3 separate regions of the Sus scrofa genome follow, and regions 2 and 3 are each linked to region 1. A link is a contact called in public HiChIP or PLAC-seq data. All regions are on one chromosome and are shown on one strand. Each heading gives the region's core, a stretch centred on a gene start, on an enhancer-like site or on the middle of the called end of the contact. The rest is flanking DNA. Distances are from core to core; before and after follow the strand shown. Region 1 holds the start of KEAP1 (kelch-like ECH-associated protein 1). Region 2 holds the start of QTRT1 (queuine tRNA-ribosyltransferase catalytic subunit 1). Region 3 holds the start of ICAM3 (intercellular adhesion molecule 3).

Region 1 (2,704 bases), core at 66-2,565:
CCCAGGATCTGCAACCCACTGACCAAGGCCAGGGATCGAACCTGCGTCCTCATGGGTGCTAGTCAGATTCGGTTCCGCTGAGCCAGGACAGGAACTTCTCACTTAAGTTTTCATATAGATGTACTCTTAAAAAAATTTTTAATGCATTTATTGAAGTTACCTTTATATCACAGACAGCATAAGTGGTAAATCAGTATCACTTGCCATGAAGAATAAAAATCCATATTTTATTGGGCGCAAGTGTTCTTATTTAGTATTCCAGATAACCTAGCAGGTAGGTGCTTTTATTGTTAACATTCTTATAGCGAGGAAACTGAAGCCTGGAGAGGTTAATTAAGCTACAGGCCCACCCGCACAGAGCTAGAGTGGCAGAGCTGGAGTTCGTATCTCTTCCCGAGAGCTTCACGCTCTTTCAGATTGGCGATAACTAAAAAATAAAGACAATGAAAATTCAAGTGGGTAGACAATTCTAACTGGATCCTGCGCTGCCTTAATGTGAGGCCCGCGCCCTGTGAAGTTAAAGGGACAAAGAAGAGCAGGTCGTGGACAGCAGACACGCACAGAAATCGACAAAACTAGGCGGATGGAGGGGACTGCGAGGGGGGTACCGGCCAGATAGGCTTCGCGGTGATCCCTCGCCCGATGCCCAGCTCTATGCCCACGGGCGCCGAGGCACCTGCGGGAAGGGCGGGGAATCGAGACTCCTTCCCCGCCGCGCCCTCTCCGCCCTCTCCCCGCCTCCTTCCCGGGCGTCCTGAGGCTGCCCCCCCACTCGACGGCCGCGACCCCGAAGGCTGAGCCACCCCAGAACCAAGGCCCCCCCGCGACGGCGGAAGCGCCCGCGGGCCTCTCACAAGGAAAATTAGTCGAGAGCCGCCCCCGGCCGGGCCGAGGCCCTTAGGGCTTCCCGGAAGCTCGGTGAGCGGGTGGCACCACGGTGCCCCAGAGCCGCCGCGGAGCCCAGGCTTCCCCACCTCGTAGGGAGAGCGGCAGAGGCTACGCGACGACCCAGGTGAGCGCGGCGGCAGGTCGGCGGTGGTGAGGGATGCCCACTGATCCCTGGTGCGGGGACGGGCTGGGCCTCGAACCTGGGGCTCTGATTCTCTGCGGCTCCTACCACGAGTTTGGGAGCGCCGAGCGCTGCGGTCATTGGCCCCGTCGCAAAGACCGCTGTGGTCGCCGCGCTGAGGCTGCGCAGCTGGGCGACAGCTAGCGTGGGCGGGGTGGGGTGGGGAGCGGCCCCTCCGCTGTCCCCGCCGCTCGAGGAGGCCGGGGGCCGCCGGGACTTTTATTCTGACACGGCCGGCGCCCGGCTCTGCTTAGTCATGGTGACCTGCGCGCGTTCCGCACCTCCCCCCTGCACGCTGCGATGGAGGCGCCTGGGCCTGGGCGACGGAGGCGGAGCCCGAGAGCGGCCATGGCGGGGTGAGTGAGGCGGCCTGCGCCCGGGCGGCGGGTACCGTGGGCCGTGAGTGCCCTGCGGCCGTGCCTGGGGGCCGGAGAACTGCGCGTTGCGGGCCGGTCGCCTCGGGGTTCCCGCGGCTCCGCGGAGGCCAGAAGGGTGCGGTTCGAGTCGGAGCCTTTTGTTGGACGGCGCAACTCGCGGGGTGGCCCGAGAGCGACGCAAACCGAGCCAAGGGCCCAGGGAGCGCCGCTCCGACCAAGGCCGGGGGATTCCGGGACGTTGGGGGGCTTGGTCTTCGCCCTGGGGCTGGCAGTGGAGAGGCGGCGGCGGGGTCACTTCCTCCCTTTTCCAGGCCTTGGCAGCTCAGGCAGGACATGCGCAGTCTCCCACTTACCGCTTCATGGGGGTGGCGGGGGAGTGCCCAGGGCCCAGGGGGCACCGTTGGCCGATTGGCCCATGACCAAGAGGCCGGCCTGGGCCTCAGCTGGGGAGAGGCGGCCATGGCCCGGTGGAGGAGGGTGATCTGGCAGGCACACTGGAGTGGGCAGTCAGCCAGCCATAGCTCATTGACCCCTGCACGGTGCCAGATCCCAGGCAGAGAGGCACAGGAGAGGATGGGCACAGCCCTGACCTACACAGGGCTACCTGTCCTCAGAAACCTGGGGGCTCAGGGCCAGACGGATGGGCCATCCTTCAAGGAGGAAGCAAAGGAGCTCATTTCAATTCTTGACAAGTGCTGTGATGGAAATAAAGCAGGGAGGAGGTGACTGAGTTGAGCCCAGGGAAAGATGAGTTAGAGAAACTTGGGGAGCCTCTTGCAGATTCCCTCCTCCCTGAAGGACTTTTCAAAACACAGCTCCTGCCCTGGCTGTCGAGTCTCCACAGGTTTCTTGGAAACCCTTCAATAGTCATTATGCTCATTATACTCCTTACCGATTTTTCAGATTGCCTGTCATTCTGCCTCTGAGCCTTTGCACTTGCTCTCTCTCTGCCTAGAAAACTCTCATCCCACCCCCACCTCCTTCATATGTTCACCCCTCTTGTCTCAGCACCAACAGAGGCCTGGAATACCTGAGTTAAAGTAACTGCCCTCAAGTCACACTATCACAATGTGCTGTCATTTCCTTCAAAGCCTCAATTTTTGCTCAAGTCTTGCTTATTTTACTTATGGCTCCTCCATTCCCAAGTGTCAGCTCTAAGGGAGCACAGTGTATGTCAGTCTTACTCACTGCTGTGTCCCTGGTGTCTAGAACTGTGCCTGGTAGTGGTCCACAGTAGATGCTCAATAAATGTTGGTGA
Region 2 (2,704 bases), core at 54-2,553, 160 kb before region 1:
CCCAGGCTCAGAATATCTGTATTCAGGAGCCACAGAATATCTATATTCAGGGGTCTGAAAACACCAATCTGCTTAGAAGATGTGAAGGTTTGAACCTGTTTCCAAGGCACTTTATGAAACTGAAAAATGTTAGCTGACCTTATCAAGGAATAGGGGATAGTAATGGAGATGGGAGGGGTCTAAAGCCTCCCCAGTACCCTCATGTTGCCCCCATTATTTCAAAATATCTTTGCCAGCTAATTTACTATTTAAAAAACAATAGCAATAAAGATAACACTAAAAGCTACCATGTGTGTCAGAACTGTGATAAGAGATTTACTGACATCATTATTTTTAGTAACTATCCCCATTTGGACTGGCTCAACTGAGGCTCAGGGATGGGGAGTGACTGGCTCAAAGTCAAGCAGGAGAGGGGGAGGCCTGTCTCACCTCGACTTCCAAAAGTCAGGGGAAGGGGCGGCTCCCCGGGATCCGCTCACCCAGTGCGTTCTGGATCTCCACGGACCTCTCCGGGCTCAGAAGGGTTTCATCACCGTCGTAAGGGGAGCGGAAGCGGACGCCCTCCTCCGTCACTTCGGACAGGGACACCAGGGACACCATCTGGAAGCCGCCGCTGTCCTGAGGGAAACCCCATCGCAAGGCTGTCAGGAAAGGGATTGGGACTATCCACCCAAAAGGAGTACTCTCGGATCACATCCTCGAACCCATCTTACCGTCAGCAGATTGTGAGGCCAATTCATAAAGCCGTGGAGACCGTGGGCTTTCTGGATCAGATCAGGGCCCTGGGTTAGAGGAAGAAAGGATCAGGTTAGGGGTGAACTCAACCCGGGGCGGGGGGTCCAAGTTTGGCTGCGATACAGTTTGCCAGCTTCCATCCTCGCTGTTTCCTTACGCCCAGCACAAGGCCTGGGCCATCTGAGACGCTCGATACTCATTTGTCTACAGACTTTGTGAGGCGTGCCCCAAGGGCATCTCCTGGGCCCCCCAAGCTCCGCCGCCCCGCTGGGAAAGAGCCCACCCACCGGCCTCAGACCCAGATGGTAGGTGTTGCCCAGGCAGATGCGGCAGCCCAGCGCATCCAGTTGCTCAGCGGTGATGCCCTTCATGGTGGCTTGCGTGCCCACTGGCATGAACACTGGAGTAGCCACTGGCCCGTGTGGCAGCCGCAGCTCCCCTGCTCGGGCCCTGGAACGGCTACACTCGGCCACCAATCGCAGGATGCGCGGGGCGGAATCCAAAGAAGTCTGGCTAGCGGCTGCCGCCATCTTGCCTACCGGAACCACGTGGGCACTGGAACACCCTGGGCGGCGCCATGTTGGCTGAAGTCACGTGGCGCACGACGCAAGCACAGGCCCAGGGAGAGCGTCAGATGAACCATGGAAACGGCTCGCCTTTCTTTTCGCTACTCCTGGATCGTTCCCACGAGGAGCGCACTGCCGCGAAGTATTGTCTTGGTGTGGAGGCCTAGTCCCGCCACTTCCTCGCAATCAAAGCCTCACTAAGTAATAATTTTGGGAGTTCCCGTCGTGGAGCAGTGGTTAACGAATCCGACTAGGAACCATGAGGTTGCGGGTTCGGTCCCTGCCCTTGCTCAGTGGGTTAACGATCGAGCATTTCCGTGAGCTGTGGTGTAGGTTGCAGACGCGGCTCGGATTCCGCGTTGCTGTGGCTCTGGCGTAGGCCGGTGGCTCCAGCTCCGATTCGACTCCTAGCCTGGGAACCTCCATATGCCGCGGGAGCGGCCCAAAGAAATAGCAAAGACAAAATAATAATAATAATAATAATAATTTTATCTTCCATCAAATGGGGTGAATAATAGTATCTAGACGTTAGGACATTGTGAATATTGAGAGACAGAATGGATGTGTATAGATTTTTACACGGTGCCTGACACAATCTCTTGTCTATCTTGATCGTTGCGTTGCTCCAAGTGCTTGGAATAGGACCTAGTGCATAGTATGCACTCAATAATTATTAGTTTCTTCGGTGCAAGAAGAAATCACAGATTTTCAGAGGGAGAGACTAAAGTCCAGAACCTTTTTATATTTATTAGGTCATTCATTCAAAAAATACTTACATATACATCCCCACTAGGGCCAGCCTCCATGCCACAGAGGGTGAGAGAGGGTGGGTCACGGATTTATTAAGCACTAGCTGTGTGCTGCTACTAATAATAGCAATATACGATGTATATTTTAATAATACTGATTGGAAATGGAGCTGATATATGTTATGGCCAGCAGAGGGCACATCTGCCCCAGAAGCCTTCCTCTCAGGTCAGCGAAACTGACCCAAGAGCTTGGGCTAATGCTGTTTCCCAGGCTGGTGAAGTCCTCACTGAGGCCGTGTCTGGAAAACACCCACCAATGACGCCCAATTCGGGGCCTTTGCAGCAACATTCATCTTTGATTTATTTATTTATTGTCTTTTTAGGGCTATGCCCAGAAGATATGAAAATTCCCAGGCTAGGAGTCGAGTAGGAGCTGCAGGTGCCGGCCTACACCACAGCCACAGCAACACAGGATCCCACCCAGTCTACAACCTGCACTGCAGCTCACGGCAATGCTGGATCCTTAACTCACCTTAACCTATTGAGCGAGGCCAGGGATCAAACCCTTGTCCTCACGGGTACTAATCGGGTTCGTTACCGCTGAGCCACGACAGAAACTCAGGAAAGTGACTATTTTAAAGAGTTTCAAGACTC
Region 3 (2,704 bases), core at 152-2,651, 140 kb after region 1:
AGCTTGTTCCAGGTGAGAGGAGAGGAGGTGTGGCCTCAGGGATTCGGAGAGTAGATGAATGCTGAGGAAAAGCACATAGGAAACAGCAAGTGTTGACAAGGATGTAGCGAAACTGAAACACTCATGCTCAGCTGGTGGGAGAATGCAGTGTCGCAGCCACTGGGGAAAACACCATCATAGCCCTCAACAAAGTCCCTCTCTGGAGCTCAGAGCAGAGGCACAGGAGACAGGTCAGTGGTCTGAGAAATGGAGCTGATGGAGGGGATATGCCCACCCGACCCCCACCCCGCAGTCCCTTCTCTTGGATAAAGACCACCTCTCTGGAGGGAAGGGCAAGGGGGGATGGGGATAGGGGGAAGGGGTTACAAATAGCCCCTTGGCAAACGGTGGTTCCAGATTTAGCCATCTCCACACACCCCACCTCGGCACTGCACCCAGGGAATGTGGGGACCTTCCCCCAAGACCCTCAAAGGTAAGGGGCCCTGGGAGTTCCCGTTGTGGTGCAGCAGAAACGAATCTGACTAGGAACCATGAGGTTGTGGGTTCGATCCCTGGCCTTGCTCAGTGGTTCTGGGACCAGCATTGCCATGAGCTATGGTGTAGGTTGCAGATGCGGCAGGGATCCTGCTTTGCTGTGGCTGTGGCATAGGCCAGCAGCTACAGCTCCGATTCAACCCCTAGCCTGGGAACCTCCATATGCCGCGGGTACAGCCCTAAAAAGACAAAAAGACAATAAATAGGAGTTCCCGTCGTGGCGCAGTGGTTAACGAATCCGACTAGGAACCATGAGGTTGCGGGTTCGGTCCCTGCCCTTGCTCAGTGGGTTAACGATCCGGCGTTGCTGTGAGCTGTGGTGTAGGCTGCAGACGCGGCTCGGATCCCGCGTTGCTGTGGCTCTAGCGTAGGCTGGCAGCTACAGCTCCAATTCGACCCCTAGCCTGGGAACCTCCATATGCCGCAGGAGCGGCCCAAAGAAATAGCAAAAAAAAGACAATAAATAAATAAACAAAGGTAAGTGGCCCCCATAGGAATCATTGGGGCAGCCAACACAGAGCCTGGCACAAGTGCCCAATCAGTGTGAGCTCTGTTCATTGTCATGGCTTCACTCATCTTAGGCGGTCTCTCATTATCACCTCCAAATCTCTTCTTTGCCCCCCAGGAAGGTTGAGATCTCATGCTAACTCCTCAAGTCTGCTCATGGTTGCCTCCTTGAAATGTTGCCTTGAAGTCCCACCCTATCTATCACTTCGAGGCAAGTGTCTGAATATCCCCCAGTAACTTCCTGCTTGGGACAGAGCATCTGCCCCACTTCACCAAAGTTCAACAGGAAGATGTTTCACACCCCTCCCCCTAAGGCTTTCCAGTGCTGTTAACAAAGGAAGATGATAGTGTTAGCACTTCCTGTGGGTTCATGTGGGATCAGGGTTTAACTGAGGTCTGCCCTCTCAGAGGCTTGCCAGAGCCTTCCACCCCATTGGGCCCCCCAACTCGGAACCCCGGGGGGGACAGAGTATCCCCTGCCCCTCCCCAGGACTGGACAAGGTGCGGCCCCTGGACTGCAGCCTTCGTAACTGCAGTGACTGTGCTTCCTTCCCCTGGGTGACTCGCTTGCTCCGTGGTAGCCAGCACCTCATTAAGGCAACTTCCTCCTGCAGGATGGCCACCATGGTGCCATCGTGGCTGCCGTCCGGGGCCTACTGGATTTTCCTCATCTCTCTGCTTCTAGTTGCCTGTCTACTACCCCCAGGTGAGGTACAGGGGAGGGCTGGAATTGGGGAATTGGGAGGGGAGGGGAAGGCCCACAGAGCATCTCACACCCTGCTGCCTGGGGCTGTGGTAACTTACGCTTTTTTTTTTTTTTTTTTAAATGAGAGTTGCAACGTTTATTTCAGGTTCTCTCTTTGGGTTTTTTTGTATATTTTTTTTTCTTTTTTGCCACACAGGCAGTATGTGGGAATTCCTGGGCCAGGACAGCAGCACAGCAGCAACCAGAGCCACAGCGGTGAGAACGCAGGAGCCTCAACCTGCTAGGCCATCAGAGAACTCCCAACTTACGCTTCTTTAGCTCTGATCTGCTGGGGGGCTCACCAATGTCCTTGGGAGAGAGTGATGGCTCCTGCACTCAGCCCTCAGGGCTCCCTAAGGCCCAACCCTGCATTTGACTTGTTCCCCGCCACCTCCACAAAACACACACACACACAAATGCACATACATGCATGCGAACACGAAAACACGCATGCAAACACGAAAACACACATGCACACCTGCACCTCTCCCTGCTCCATCTGGAGCCTCCACCTCTGCCTGTGCTCTTCCAGCTGCCAGGATCACCCTTTCACTTGGATAACTCCTTAAACCTTTAAAACTGGCCACATTGTAATGTATACAAGTAAGGATAACCTGACCCCCTTGCTGTACAGTGGGAAAATTAAAAAAAAAAAAAAAACTGGCCACAGTGGTCCTCTCCTCCAGGAGGCCTTCCCTGACTCACTTTCTCCTGGTGACTGGATCAGGGTCTCCTCTGGCCTCTGTCCCAGTTCTCTTGCGTTCCTGGTTCATTGAATGTATTTCTCCACTAAACCGAAACACCTGGAAGGCAGGGACCATCTCAACAAGAGGAGGTGCCGAATGGTGGGGCCTGCTGCAGATGGGATGCGTGGGTTGCGGGGCATTGGAGCCCCCAGCAGAGTTTCCCTTAATTCTT

Evidence for each region. HiChIP or PLAC-seq counts read pairs in DNA pulled down with a chosen protein or histone mark.
Region 2: a contact with region 1 is called in an H3K27ac HiChIP or PLAC-seq map of alveolar macrophages. The contact joins the promoter of QTRT1 here to the promoter of KEAP1 in region 1. A contact is called at or near these places in 1 of 47 Hi-C or Micro-C datasets (heart right ventricle) and 1 of 2 datasets of contacts at active chromatin or transcription factors (alveolar macrophages).
Region 3: an H3K27ac HiChIP or PLAC-seq map of alveolar macrophages shows a contact between it and region 1. The contact joins the promoter of ICAM3 here to the promoter of KEAP1 in region 1. A contact is called at or near these places in 1 of 47 Hi-C or Micro-C datasets (liver) and 1 of 2 datasets of contacts at active chromatin or transcription factors (alveolar macrophages).

The regions. Positions count from the first base shown.
Region 1 is chr2:69,288,120-69,290,823 of Sscrofa11.1, reverse strand. It overlaps KEAP1 (kelch-like ECH-associated protein 1), which reads left to right and starts at 1,315. Exons shown (of 6, transcript NM_001114671.1): 1 at 1,315-1,425.
Region 2 is chr2:69,449,391-69,452,094 of Sscrofa11.1, reverse strand. It overlaps QTRT1 (queuine tRNA-ribosyltransferase catalytic subunit 1), which reads right to left and starts at 1,303. Exons shown (of 10, transcript XM_003123209.4): 1 at 1,023-1,303; 2 at 714-782; 3 at 480-618. The coding sequence starts at 1,265.
Region 3 is chr2:69,148,918-69,151,621 of Sscrofa11.1, reverse strand. It overlaps ICAM3 (intercellular adhesion molecule 3), which reads left to right and starts at 1,401. Exons shown (of 5, transcript NM_001145379.2): 1 at 1,401-1,747. The coding sequence starts at 1,657.